Regions from separate parts of the Rattus norvegicus genome. Here region 1 is linked to region 2. The links are chromatin contacts, called in public Hi-C maps. All regions are on one chromosome and are shown on one strand. Each heading gives the region's core, a stretch centred on a gene start, on an enhancer-like site or on the middle of the called end of the contact. The rest is flanking DNA. Distances are from core to core; before and after follow the strand shown.

Evidence for each region. A called contact is a pair of places that touch in the nucleus more often than the background predicts.
Region 1: a contact with region 2 is called in a Hi-C map of frontal cortex, with 1.6 times the contacts expected there. The contact joins the promoter of C1h16orf54 here to the enhancer-like site in region 2. A contact is called at or near these places in 2 of 12 Hi-C or Micro-C datasets (frontal cortex and mammary epithelial cells).

What each region holds. Positions count from the first base shown.
Region 1 is chr1:191,130,214-191,135,598 of GRCr8, forward strand. C1h16orf54 (similar to human chromosome 16 open reading frame 54) reads left to right here and starts at 2,872. Exons shown (of 2, transcript NM_001025001.1): 1 at 2,872-2,919; 2 at 3,337-5,385. The coding sequence starts at 3,693. The coding sequence ends at 4,370. It also overlaps the pseudogene Psme2-ps3.
Region 2 is chr1:190,789,699-190,795,560 of GRCr8, forward strand. No RefSeq gene overlaps it. Among named protein-coding and RNA genes, the nearest start is that of Mapk3, 4.6 kb to the right of the region's middle. Within about 2 kb of position 2,088, at least 37 of the 93 cell types and tissues checked have an H3K27ac peak or open chromatin away from gene starts, as enhancers often do.

The DNA.
Region 1 (5,385 bases), core at 1,622-4,121, 340 kb after region 2:
GTGAATAAAAATGGAAAGAGTTGAGTATGTCACGGAAAAAACCCCAAGAGCTGAGCAAGTGTACTGAGCAGGTGTACCGTGCAGGTGTACCGTGCAGGTGTACTGAGTAGGTGTGCTGAGCAAGTGTACTGAGCAGGTGTACAGAGTAGGTGTACTGAGCAGGTGTACTGAGCAGGTGTACAGAGTAGGTGTACTGAGTAGGTGTACTGAGCAGGTGTACTGAGCAGGTGTACAGAGTAGGTGTACTGAGTAGGTGTACTGAGCAGGTGTACTGAGCAGGTGTACTGAGGAGCTGTGCTGAGGAGGTGTGCTGAGCAGGTGTACTGAGCAGGTGTACTGAGCAGGTGTACTGAGGAGGGGTGCTGAGGAGGGGTGCTGAGGAGGTGTGCTGAGCAGGTGTACTGAGCAGGTGTACTGAGGAGGTGTACTGAGCAGGTGTACTGAGCAGGTATACAGAGTAGGTGTACTGAGTAGGTGTACTGAGCAGGTGTACTGAGCAGGTGTACTGAGCAGGTGTACAGAGTAGGTGTACTGAGCAGGTGTACTGAGCAGGTGTACAGAGCAGGTGTACTGAGCAGGTGTACTGAGCAGGTGTACCAACAGGTGTACTGACACAGCCCTGTAACCCCAGCTCCAAGGAGGTAGCTGGAAGACTGCCACAATTTGGAGGCCGATGTAGTCTACATAGAACACTTCAAGCTAGAAATGATACATAGTGAAGCCCTGTCTCAGAACAGATGAAAAGATGTATGTTGGAATGCTAGTGGTAAAGAATTGTGCTCCCTTAGCATGAACATGATCGATAAGCAAACAAACACCCCTCCCCCCAACACACACAAAAGAAGAAAGAGGAGGATCAAAGGCTGGGAGAAGGCTCAGAGCAAAGTGCTGCTTGACAAGCATGGACCTGAGCTCAGACTTAGCACCCACTTCAAAACTATGGGCACCACAGTGTGCTCCTGCAATCTCAGCACTGGGAAAGCAGAGAGGATCTTTGGGGATCACTAGACAACCAGTGTTGAAGAATCAGTGAGCTCCATGTTGGGGGGAGGGGGAGACAGAGAGAGAGAGAGAGAGAGAGAGAGAGAGAGAGAGAGAGAGAGAGGGGCTGTCTCTAAAAAGTTAGGTGGAACGCAAGAGCTGGCAACTGGGGAAGCATGGCCAAGCCTTGTGGGGTTCGCTTGAGTGGAGAAGCCCGTAAACAGGGGGGATGTCTTCAGACAAAATGTTTTCTGGGAGGCTGATGACCTCCTCTGTACTTTCTTGCCACAAAACATCATATCCCCAAGTCAGCTCTTGCAAGAGGATTCCCTCCATGTGGCTGATCTCTCCTCCCCCCGGACTCCTCTGGACATCCGTATCCCAGATCCCCTCCCAAGGATGATGAGGTGGAAACAGACACACAGGAGAAGACAGAAGTCCCCAAGTGTGGCTTCCTCCCTGGGGATGCGAAGCTTCTGGCCCTGCTTGCTTTGGTTAAGCCAGAAGTCTGGGCTCTCAAAGCGAAGTGCATTCTGGTAATCATACGGATCCAGCACCTGATCTCCAAGATTGAGGGTGGAAATGATTTGGGGATGGCAATTCAGGAGAAGGTGCTGGAGAGAGTGAATGTTTCAAGACCAATGTAGAAGCTTTCTAGGCAACCATTTCGAAGCACATGGGGATGCTGTAGCCAAGGCCTCCAAGGACACCCTTATACTAGATTACCGGGCCTATGGGGACACTTAGGGCCATGGTGCTGGACCCAAGGGCCTTCTATGCTGAGCCTTATCATATCAGCAGCAGCAACCTAGAGACAATCCTCAACCCAAAGTGAAGAAAAGCCATCTACATACAGAGGTAAGGATTAGAAGGAAAACAAATGATTTATACTAAAAAAAAAAAAAAAAAAATAGGTGGGATCTGGAAAGAACATTTGATGCCCCTGCAGAGCTCCTGGGTCCAAGTCCTAGTACTTACAAAGTGGCTCACAACCATCAATCAACTTCCCAGAGATCTGACATCCTCTTCCGGCCTCCTGGAACACCAGGCACGCTTGTGGTGAAAATACATAAAGGCGAGCTAAACACCCAATGACAGAAAATAAAGTAATAGGGTGTAAGTAGACATGACTCAGACCTGGTCTAAACACACACACACACACACACACACACACACACACACACACAGACACAGACACACAGACAGACACTACATACACGACATGTAAAGGTGGCCTAAACAGTGCAGAATAACAATTATTCTCATAGTTTTCACTGTGTTAGGTATCAGAAGTAATGGAGAGATGAACTTAGGCTGGTGGCCTAGGACTGAAACCCCAGCACTCAGAAGACAAGCGTGGGAGGATTTGGGCTACGTCTTAAATTCCTGTCTCAAACAAAAAATAAAAAATAAAAACCCCAAAAAACAAAAGTATGACACTGCTGGATGAAGAGGGTGCAGAGGGCTAGACACCCTCCAAGAAGAGGCAGTGCTCTGGGAATCCCTGAGCCGGTCTTTGTAATCTTCCTCTCCCCTGAGTGAGCAATCTGAGGTCTGGGCCTTGCCCGTGGGGTGAGAAGGTGAACGTGCTGGGGTCTGGGCCTTGCCTGTGGGGTGAGATTGACTTGAGCAGAGCAGCTGTTCATTCTCGCTCCACCTTACTCAGGAAGTGGTTCTTCACCACACTGACCACATCCTCAGGTTGCCTTGGAAACACTCTATGGGGGCAGGAAAAGTTGGGGCACAGTCGCCCAGCAACAGGTGGTAGCCTCCCTTCCGCCGCCTTCTGAGGCCAGCCCTCCAGGGCCTTTCAGATAGCTACACACACACACACACACACACACACACACACACACACACACACACACACTCCCGGCATGCACTGGGAAAAGAAGGGCTCCGAAGACAGTGAAATCCAAGATTGACCCAAGGTGACAGGTGAGGTGAGGGGTACAGAAGCGACTGCAAATGGGGGACTGGTGGCAGAGCCGGGCAAGTTAGATTGGTGCCTGGCCACAGACCCGGTACAGCCAAAAAAGCACAACAGGGCCAACAGCTGGGCCACCTCCAAGGAGACGGGTAAGGTGGCTGGAAGAGTGGGTACATAGGGAACGGAGGGGCCAGCAAGGGGATTCTCTCTCAGTCCAAGTCATCTCACTTAAGGCTGAGACAAGACCTGAGAGCCCCAGACTTTGATCTGTCATGGGGGGTTGGGGGTGGAGGGTGAAGGGGGGCTGGGAGGGGAAGTGAGGCCTGTGACTGTGCAGGGAGCCTCAGCCAGCTCTGGTTTGTTCTCCAGCCTCCCCTGGTTTGCTTTTGTCCCCTTTACATCCCCTTTGCTCCTCTCTAATTTAGTCACCCATGCTCAATAAGCCAATTAGAAGAGCCGAATTGACCTCGGGAAGCAGGAAGATATAGTCAGTGTGGCCACCCACACTCTAGAGAGAGGCAAAGAGATCCAGCACCCCCTCCTCCCGGTCTGTCTCTGAGATTCTGAAGTGAAATTACAGTTTAAATAGAAGGCCAAGGATTTGCAGTCCCAGCGATTCGCAGTCTAACCACCTGTCTCCTCCTGTGAGATGGTCAAGTTGTTAGAAGTGTGTTGAATCTCTTTCCAGGAAACGGGATATCCTCTGACTGGTGCCCTTTCCTTCTCCCAGTGGAGACATTCCCTGATTCGACTATTCTGAGCACACCACTGTGTCTCCCAGATGCCTGCAACTCCCCAGCAGCCCTCAGGGCACACGGAGGGGCTCACTGAGCCTACATCGGAGGCAGCAATGTGGGTTGTAATCCCCTGCGGCCCTTGTATTCCCATCATGTTGGGCCTGGCCTCTCTCACAGCCTTCTTCATCATAACTACTGCTGTACTGGCCGAACGCCTGTTCCGCCGCCCGCAACCAGACCCCAGCCAGCGTGCACCCACCCTAGTCTGGCGCCCTGGAGGAGAGCTATGGATTGAGCCCACAAGCAGCGCCCGGGAGCGCTCTGAGGACTGGTATGGCTCCTCCATACCTCTGCTGATGGACAGGGCTCCAGATCCTCCAACCCCTGGGGGCACCTTGGAGGGCAGAGCAACTGCTCCACCAGCCATTCCAACACCACACCCTTCACCCAGCTCTTTAGTTCCCCAGACCCCACCAGAAGTCCCAGCCCAGAGCACCTTCTGGAGGCCTCAGACCCAAGAAGAGAGTCCCTATGCCACAGGCTTGGTGAGCTGGGTTGGGCCTGAGCCGATGGCAGAGGCTGGCTTGGAGGTTGGGAGCCCCAGGGCTTGGAGGCTGAGGCAAGGGAGCCTTGAGCCTGACTGGAGTCTCCAGCCTCGGGTCACCCTGGAGCAGATCTCGGCGTTCTGGAAGAGGGAAGGCAGGACCAGTGTGGGCTTCTGAATCTTCAGAACCCATAAGACTAATTCCCACCTAAGAGGGGATAGGGGGGTCAGCTCCAGCCTCCAGCCTGATCCTCGCACTGGATAGGGCCTTTTGTGTGGAAATATCTGTCTTCTGCACCTGACCTGTGGGCAGGTTAAGAGTGTGGACAGCTTGTACTCCAAGGATTGCACTGAAGTTCGGCTTTGGTTAAAATGCCTAGGTTGTGACTCTGAGAATTGAAGACAAGGCTAGTTGGCTAAAAGCCAGAAGGCTTCAAGATGGTACATCAGGGTACACACTTACCCTAAGACAGCCTGTCAGAATGAAGAGGTCCTGTCCGCGATGCCAGAGCTAGTGACTATGAGTGTCAGTCATGTGGGCAGGGGATGGCAGGAATCTTGCTCCCCAGAGCCACAAACCCTATCTGTTCCCAGCCACTCTCTCCCACCTCTGTGAGGCCCTCCAACAAAACACAGAAGACAAATCCTGGAGGAGTCTTTGTTTCCATACAAATCATGACTTTGGTTACTAAGTGGCAACATGGAATTTGCTGAGCCGAGCTGGAGAGGCTGTCTCTTGCCGGAAATTGGGACAGAGACTCAAAAGGGATCAGTAGGCTCCTCTGCTCACCCACTTATGGCTGCACACGTGCTACAGTGCAGTTTTATTAATCCGTGTTAAGAAAAGGATGGCCGAAAGAGAACTGAGTGGTATGAGAAGGAAGGTTGTCCCAGGGAAGGGACACTCCCCAGACATAGCCTTTGCCGTCCTTCCCTCCAGCTTGCTGGAGTGGTTTAGAGAGCCAGGTTTGCTGTGAGGCAGACTTACTTATAGTGATCCATTCCACAGAAACGGAGTCCCAAATATCTGTGTGCCCGCCGGCTGACTTCTCCTTCAGGAGAGGGGTTCACAGCAGGAAACACACTGGAACTCCTGGAGCTCCCCGTCCCTGGAAATCTGAGTTCCCAAACTTCAGTCAAGAACATGAAGATTTGTCCATATCAGTTTACCTTTTGTTTTATGATTTACTTTA
Region 2 (5,862 bases), core at 838-3,337:
AAAAGGAAGATGGAGGAGGAGGGGCGGGGGAGGAGGAGAAAGAAAGAAAGAGGGTGATGGGGTGGGTTGGGGTGAGGTAGGGGAGCCAATGCCTCTACCTCCATGGGTACTGTACTTAGATGTGTATACCCACACAAAGACACATGTATACACAGTAAAAATAAAATAAGAAGGCGGGGAATGGTGGTGCAGGCCTTTAATCCCAGCACTCAGGAGGCAGAAATAGGCAGATCGCTGTAAGTTTGAGGCCAGCCTGGTCTACAGAAAGAGCTCCAGGGCAGCCAGAGTTACACAGAGAAACTCTGTCTTGAAGTTTTCCCCAAGGGCTGGAGAGATGGCTCAGTGGCTAAGAGCACTGACTGCTCTTCCAGAGGTCCTGAGTTCAAATCCCAGCAACCACATGGTGGCTCACAACCATCTGTAGTGGGGATCCGATGCCCTCTTCTGGTGTGTCTAAAGATAACAACAGTGTATTCACATACATACAATAAATAAATCTTAAAAAAAAAAACCTCCCCCAAAAAATAAATAAAACAAGAGGACCTGAATTTGAATCCCACACTCATGTCAGGTGGTTCACAACTCCCTGGAACTTCAGCTTCAGAGGATCCAACGCCCTCGCCCTCTTCTGGCCTCTGCACACATGGGGCATTCACTCACAAAGACACACACTGCACATCCATGCATAAGATAACATAGGTGGGGTTGGAGATTTAGCTCAGTGGTAGAGCGCTTGCCTAGGAAGCGCAAGGCCCTGGGTTCGGTCCCCAGCTCTGAAAAAAAGAAAAAAAAAGATAACATAGGTGGTGCTGGAGAGATGGTTCAGTGACTAAGAGCACTGGCTGCCCTTGCAGAGGACCTGGGTTTTGTTCCCAGCACCACATGGTTCTGGGGGTCCAATGCTCTCTCCTGACTTTCGTGGGCACCTGGCAGGCACATGGAGCATATATATGGTTTACTTTACTGTCACTGAGATAGACCTAAATGACCAAGGCAACTGATAAAAGCAAGCTTTTTTCTTTTTTCGGAGCTGGGGACCGAACCCAGGGCCTTGCGCTTGCTAGGCAAATGCTCTACCACTGAGCTAAATCCCCAACCCCAAAAGCAAGCCTTTTTTTTTTTTTTTTTTTTTTTTTTTGGTTCTTTTTTTCAGAACTGGGGACCGAACCCAGGGCCTTGCGCTTCCTAGGCAAGCGCTCTACCACTGAGCTAAATCCCCAACCCCAAAAAAAGCAAGCCTTTTATAAGCCCTAATTTGGGACTTACAGTTACAAAGGGTTAGAGTCCATGGCTGTAATGACAGGGAGTATGGTAACAATCAGGAAGGCATGATTCTGGAACAGTATTGCAAGATTACACCTTAAGACACAACCAGGAGTTGGGGAGGAGAGAGGCAGGAGAGAGAGAGAGAGAGAGAGAGAGAGAGAGAGAGAGAGAGAGAATGACTCAGAATGCAGTGAGTCTTTTGAAACCCATCCCCAGTGACCTTCAACAAGGACACACCTCCTCATCCTCTCAAACAGTCCTACCAACTGGGAACCAGTTATTAAAATCTATGCATCTATGGGGACCATTTCCCTTCAGAGCACCACTCTTACCCATGAGCTGCTAGAGAACACAATTCCCAAGTCCTTTCGTTCTCTGTGGTCCAATGTCTGCTTTTCCTCAGCTAAACGTAAATGTCTCATTTCCTTCATTTGGCTGGTACGGGGACTGTAGGAGAGATACACATGAAGGTGACTGTTGGAGAATAGATGATCAGTCTACTGTAGTTAATTCTGAGACAGGGTCATTTATGTAGTTCTGTCTTGGGACTCGCAGTGTAGACCAGGCTGTCCTGGAACTTACAGAGAACTGCTTGCCTCTACCTCTCAAGTGCTGAGATTAAAGGTGACCCCCACTACTTTAGTTAAATATTGATCTGAAAAGGAATCTGAGAAATTTCAAAATCCCAGCCCAATCCTTAAAGGAAATTCCAATCTCAGCCACTAGGGGGAGAACGCAGTCGCGCTCCCTTACCCAGAGGCCTGAGGATGGTGGCATGTCCCGCCCACCTCTCCAGCCTTTCCCTTGTACCGGGAAACTCCGCTCAAGAAATCCCACTTAAAGAGGAACCCCATGGTGCTCTCTGAGTCACTGTATTCTCCTGCAGTAGCAATATGATCTGGCAAAGGTCCCTCCAGAGCTTTCCCTGCTTCCCGAGGAGCATCCAAAGTCGGCCTGAAGCTAAGATCGTCATCAGTCTGGCTTGCCTCATTGTGGCTCTCCAGGACCTCCCGTGGTTCCTGAAAGGACAAGCTCCTGCCTCTATCCCTTTACCTACGCTGTTCCCTTTCCTCAGTGTCCTTTCTCCATCTCTAGCTTCTGCAACCTCACTTATGTTTCAGTGACTAAAGGCCACCTCCACAGCCATGCGGTGGTGGCCCATGCCTTTAATCTCAGCATTTCGGAGGCAGAGGTAGGCAAGACAGATCTCCATGAGTTGGAAGCCAGCCTGGTCTACAGGGTGAGTCCAGGACAGCCAGGGCTACATAGAGAAACCCTGCCTCTAAAAACCAAAATAAATTAAAAATAAAATAAAAGGCCACCTCCTCAATTCTCCTGAAGGTGACCTTGCCACCTCCTCCCCCAGCTTTTGAAGATTTACTTTTGATGTATTTTCTCCTGATATGACCCAGGCTGGTCTTCAACCTGCCTCAGTCTCTTAAGTGCTGTGTTTTCAGGCATTTGCCACCACAGCTGGTACGGTGAGGTTTTACTCCAGCCAGTTTGGCTGCGGCAAGTTCCGGGTCTTTGGTAAGAGCCTGTACCTTACAGCAATCTTCCATCAGCCTAGCCTAGAATGTTGCTCAAAGTGCCATATAATTAAGCCTATCGAAGCAATTACCAAAGAAGTCATCGACCTAATCGGTACCTCTTAGTGACTTGGGAGCTCTGGGGAACTGGCAGCTCAGCCTCATTGGCCATAGGTCTGACTCTGAACACTCAAGATTAGTTCTGTTGTCTCTTGATCTATAATTGGTACAAGTGCTTTCTCCCTTGTTTCTTCTGGGGAGAAACAAGCCTAGGTCCTGCGTGTTTGTGAGGCTTCCGTGATGGCAGCATCTGAGGGTGCCTTCCATAGGAGCCACCGATGGTTCTGAGACAATATGGCATCTGAGAGAGCCTCTGTGTGAAAAGACATTTTACAGTGGTGGCCCCTTCTTGACTTAAGTTAGCCAACTTAATTCTCAGACTCCCCGTATGTTAAATGATGGAGTCATTTAAAAACAAGAGGCTGGGAGAGATGGCTCAGCAGTTAAAAGCATGTAATGTTCGCCCAGAGGGTCTGAGTTGCCAGCGCCCATATCGGGTGGCTTACAACCAACTGTATGTAACTCCAGCTTCAGGGATCCAATACCTTCCAGCAGCTATACTTGTGTGTACATATACACAGAGAGACACAACTTTAAAACAATATATTTTTTTTCCAAGACAGGGATTCTCTGCCTAGCCGTGGCTGTGCTGGAGCTGCTCTGTAGACCAGGCTAGCCTCAAACTGCCACCCAAGAGCTGGGATTAAAGGAATGCATCACCACTGCCCAGCAATCAATCAATCAATCAATCAATCAATCAATCATTTGAAAGTCACTGCAGCAGGCCTAGCATCAGAAGGTTCTTGAGCCACATTATCCAATGTCTGTCACTGCCTGTTGACTTTGTGACCATGGCCATGTCTACGTCCATGAAGTTCACCACACTGACTATCGAGCATTTAGAACTTGGCTACTGCAATCAGGAAATCCAGTGTCTGACTCTGTAGCTCAGCTCAACCTCTGCAGCCTATGGTTCCAGCCTCCAGACCGTTGGCATTACAGATGTCACCTGCACTTTTCTTTTTAGCAGAATCTGAGAAGGCCAAGGGTGAGTCTCCGGGGCAGAGGGGAGATACAGGGAAGGGACAGGCCGGAAGCTACCCCAATGTGACCTGCTCCAAAGCATCTCTGAAGCCAGCGGCTGTGAGGAACACTTCCCAAGTGAAACACATCACTTGAACAGTTCCAGCCAGGGGCAGGGGCAAGAATCTTGGAAGTCAGATGACTTCTGGGGGATGCTTACTGAGTGTCCAAGTTAGGGATAAAACACCATGAACAAGTTGGAGAGGAAAGGGTTTATTTGGCTTCTACATTGTAGTCCATTACTGAAGGAAGTCAGGACAGCAACTCAAACAGGGCTAGAACCCGGAGGCAGGAGTTAAAGCAGGCCTTGGAGCTGGAGACATGACTCAATGGTTAAGGGCACTGACTGCTCTTCCAGAGGTCCTGAGTTCCATTCCCAGCAACCACATGGTGGCTCACAACCATCTGTAATGAGATCTGATGCCCTCTTCTGGTGTCTTTGAAGACAGCTACAGTGTACTCATATAAAATAAGTAAATCTTAAAAAAAAAAAAAAAAAAAAAAGCAGAGGTCTTGGAGGAGTGCTGCTTACTGGCTTGCTCCTCATGGCTTGCTCAGTCTGCTTTCTTATACAACCCAGGAGCAACTGCCCAGGGGTGGCCCAACCCACAATGGGCTATACCCTTCCCTATCAATCACCAATTAAGAAATCATCCTACAGCCATATCTTGTGGAGGCATTTTCTCTCTCTCTCTTTTTTTTTTTTTTTTTTTTTTTTGGTTCTTTTTTTTCGGAGCTGGGGACCGAACCCAGGGCCTTGCGCTTCCTAGGTAAGCGCTCTACCACTGAGCTAAATCCCCAGCCCCCTCTCTTTTTTTAAAAAAATATTTTATTTTTTATTTATCATATATGAGTACACTGTAGCTGTCTTCAGACACACCAGAAGAGGGCATCAGATCTCATTACAGATGGTTGTGAGCCACCATGTGGTTGCTGGGATTTGAACTCAGGACCTCTGGAAGAGCAGTCAGTGCTCTTAACCTCTGAGCCACCTCTCCAGTCCATGGAGGCATTGTCTCAATTGAAGTTCCATCCTTTCAAATGACTCTAGCTTGCGTCAAGTTGAAAAGCTAGCATCGGGCTGGAGAGATGGCTCAGTGGTTAAGAGCACCTGACTGCTCTTCCAGAGGTCCTGAGTTCAATTCCCAGCAACCACATGGTGGCTCACAACCATCTGTAAAGAGATCTGACGCCCTCTTCTGTTGTACTTATATATAATAAATGAATAAATCTTAAAAAAAGAAAGAAAGAAAGAAAGAAAAGCTAGCATCACACGGAGTTATTAAAGACTGAAGACTGAAAGGGGAAAATAAGTAGACTCTTAAACTCCGGCAGGCCTTGCTGGGAGCAGGGGTAGAGGGCTGAGGAATGCAAGGGTGTGCAGTAAGACTTTATTGTTAACTTCATGACAGTTTAGAGAGGCAAGGACCTAAACAGGTGACAACCTGCTTTCTTATAGAACCCAGGACCACCAGGCCAGGGGTGCCCCCACACCTTCCCCATCAATCAGCAGTTAAGAAAATGCCCTGCAGCCACACCTTACAGATGCATTTTCTCCACCGAGGCTCCCTCCTTTCGAACGACACTAGCGTTCCAGCAGTGTAGGACCATGAGGCACGCAGGAGCACCTGCACGGATGTGGAGCCAAGTGGTCCACTGATTGCCTGGGGGTCAGGGCAGGTCCAACTCCTGTGGGTGCTGCTGGTTAAGGAGATGCCTGGTTCTAGGTTATCCAACTTTCCGAATCTGATGACCCCACCACCACCACTCTAGCTTTGCTAAGCATACAGATCCCTCCCTACCCCCAGGGCCAAACCCTGTCAGTACGAATTTTGGACTTAACTGAGTATGATGTTACAGGCCTGTGATCACAGCACCTTCACACATGCGCACATACAACACAGCCACAAACATTAAATAACAG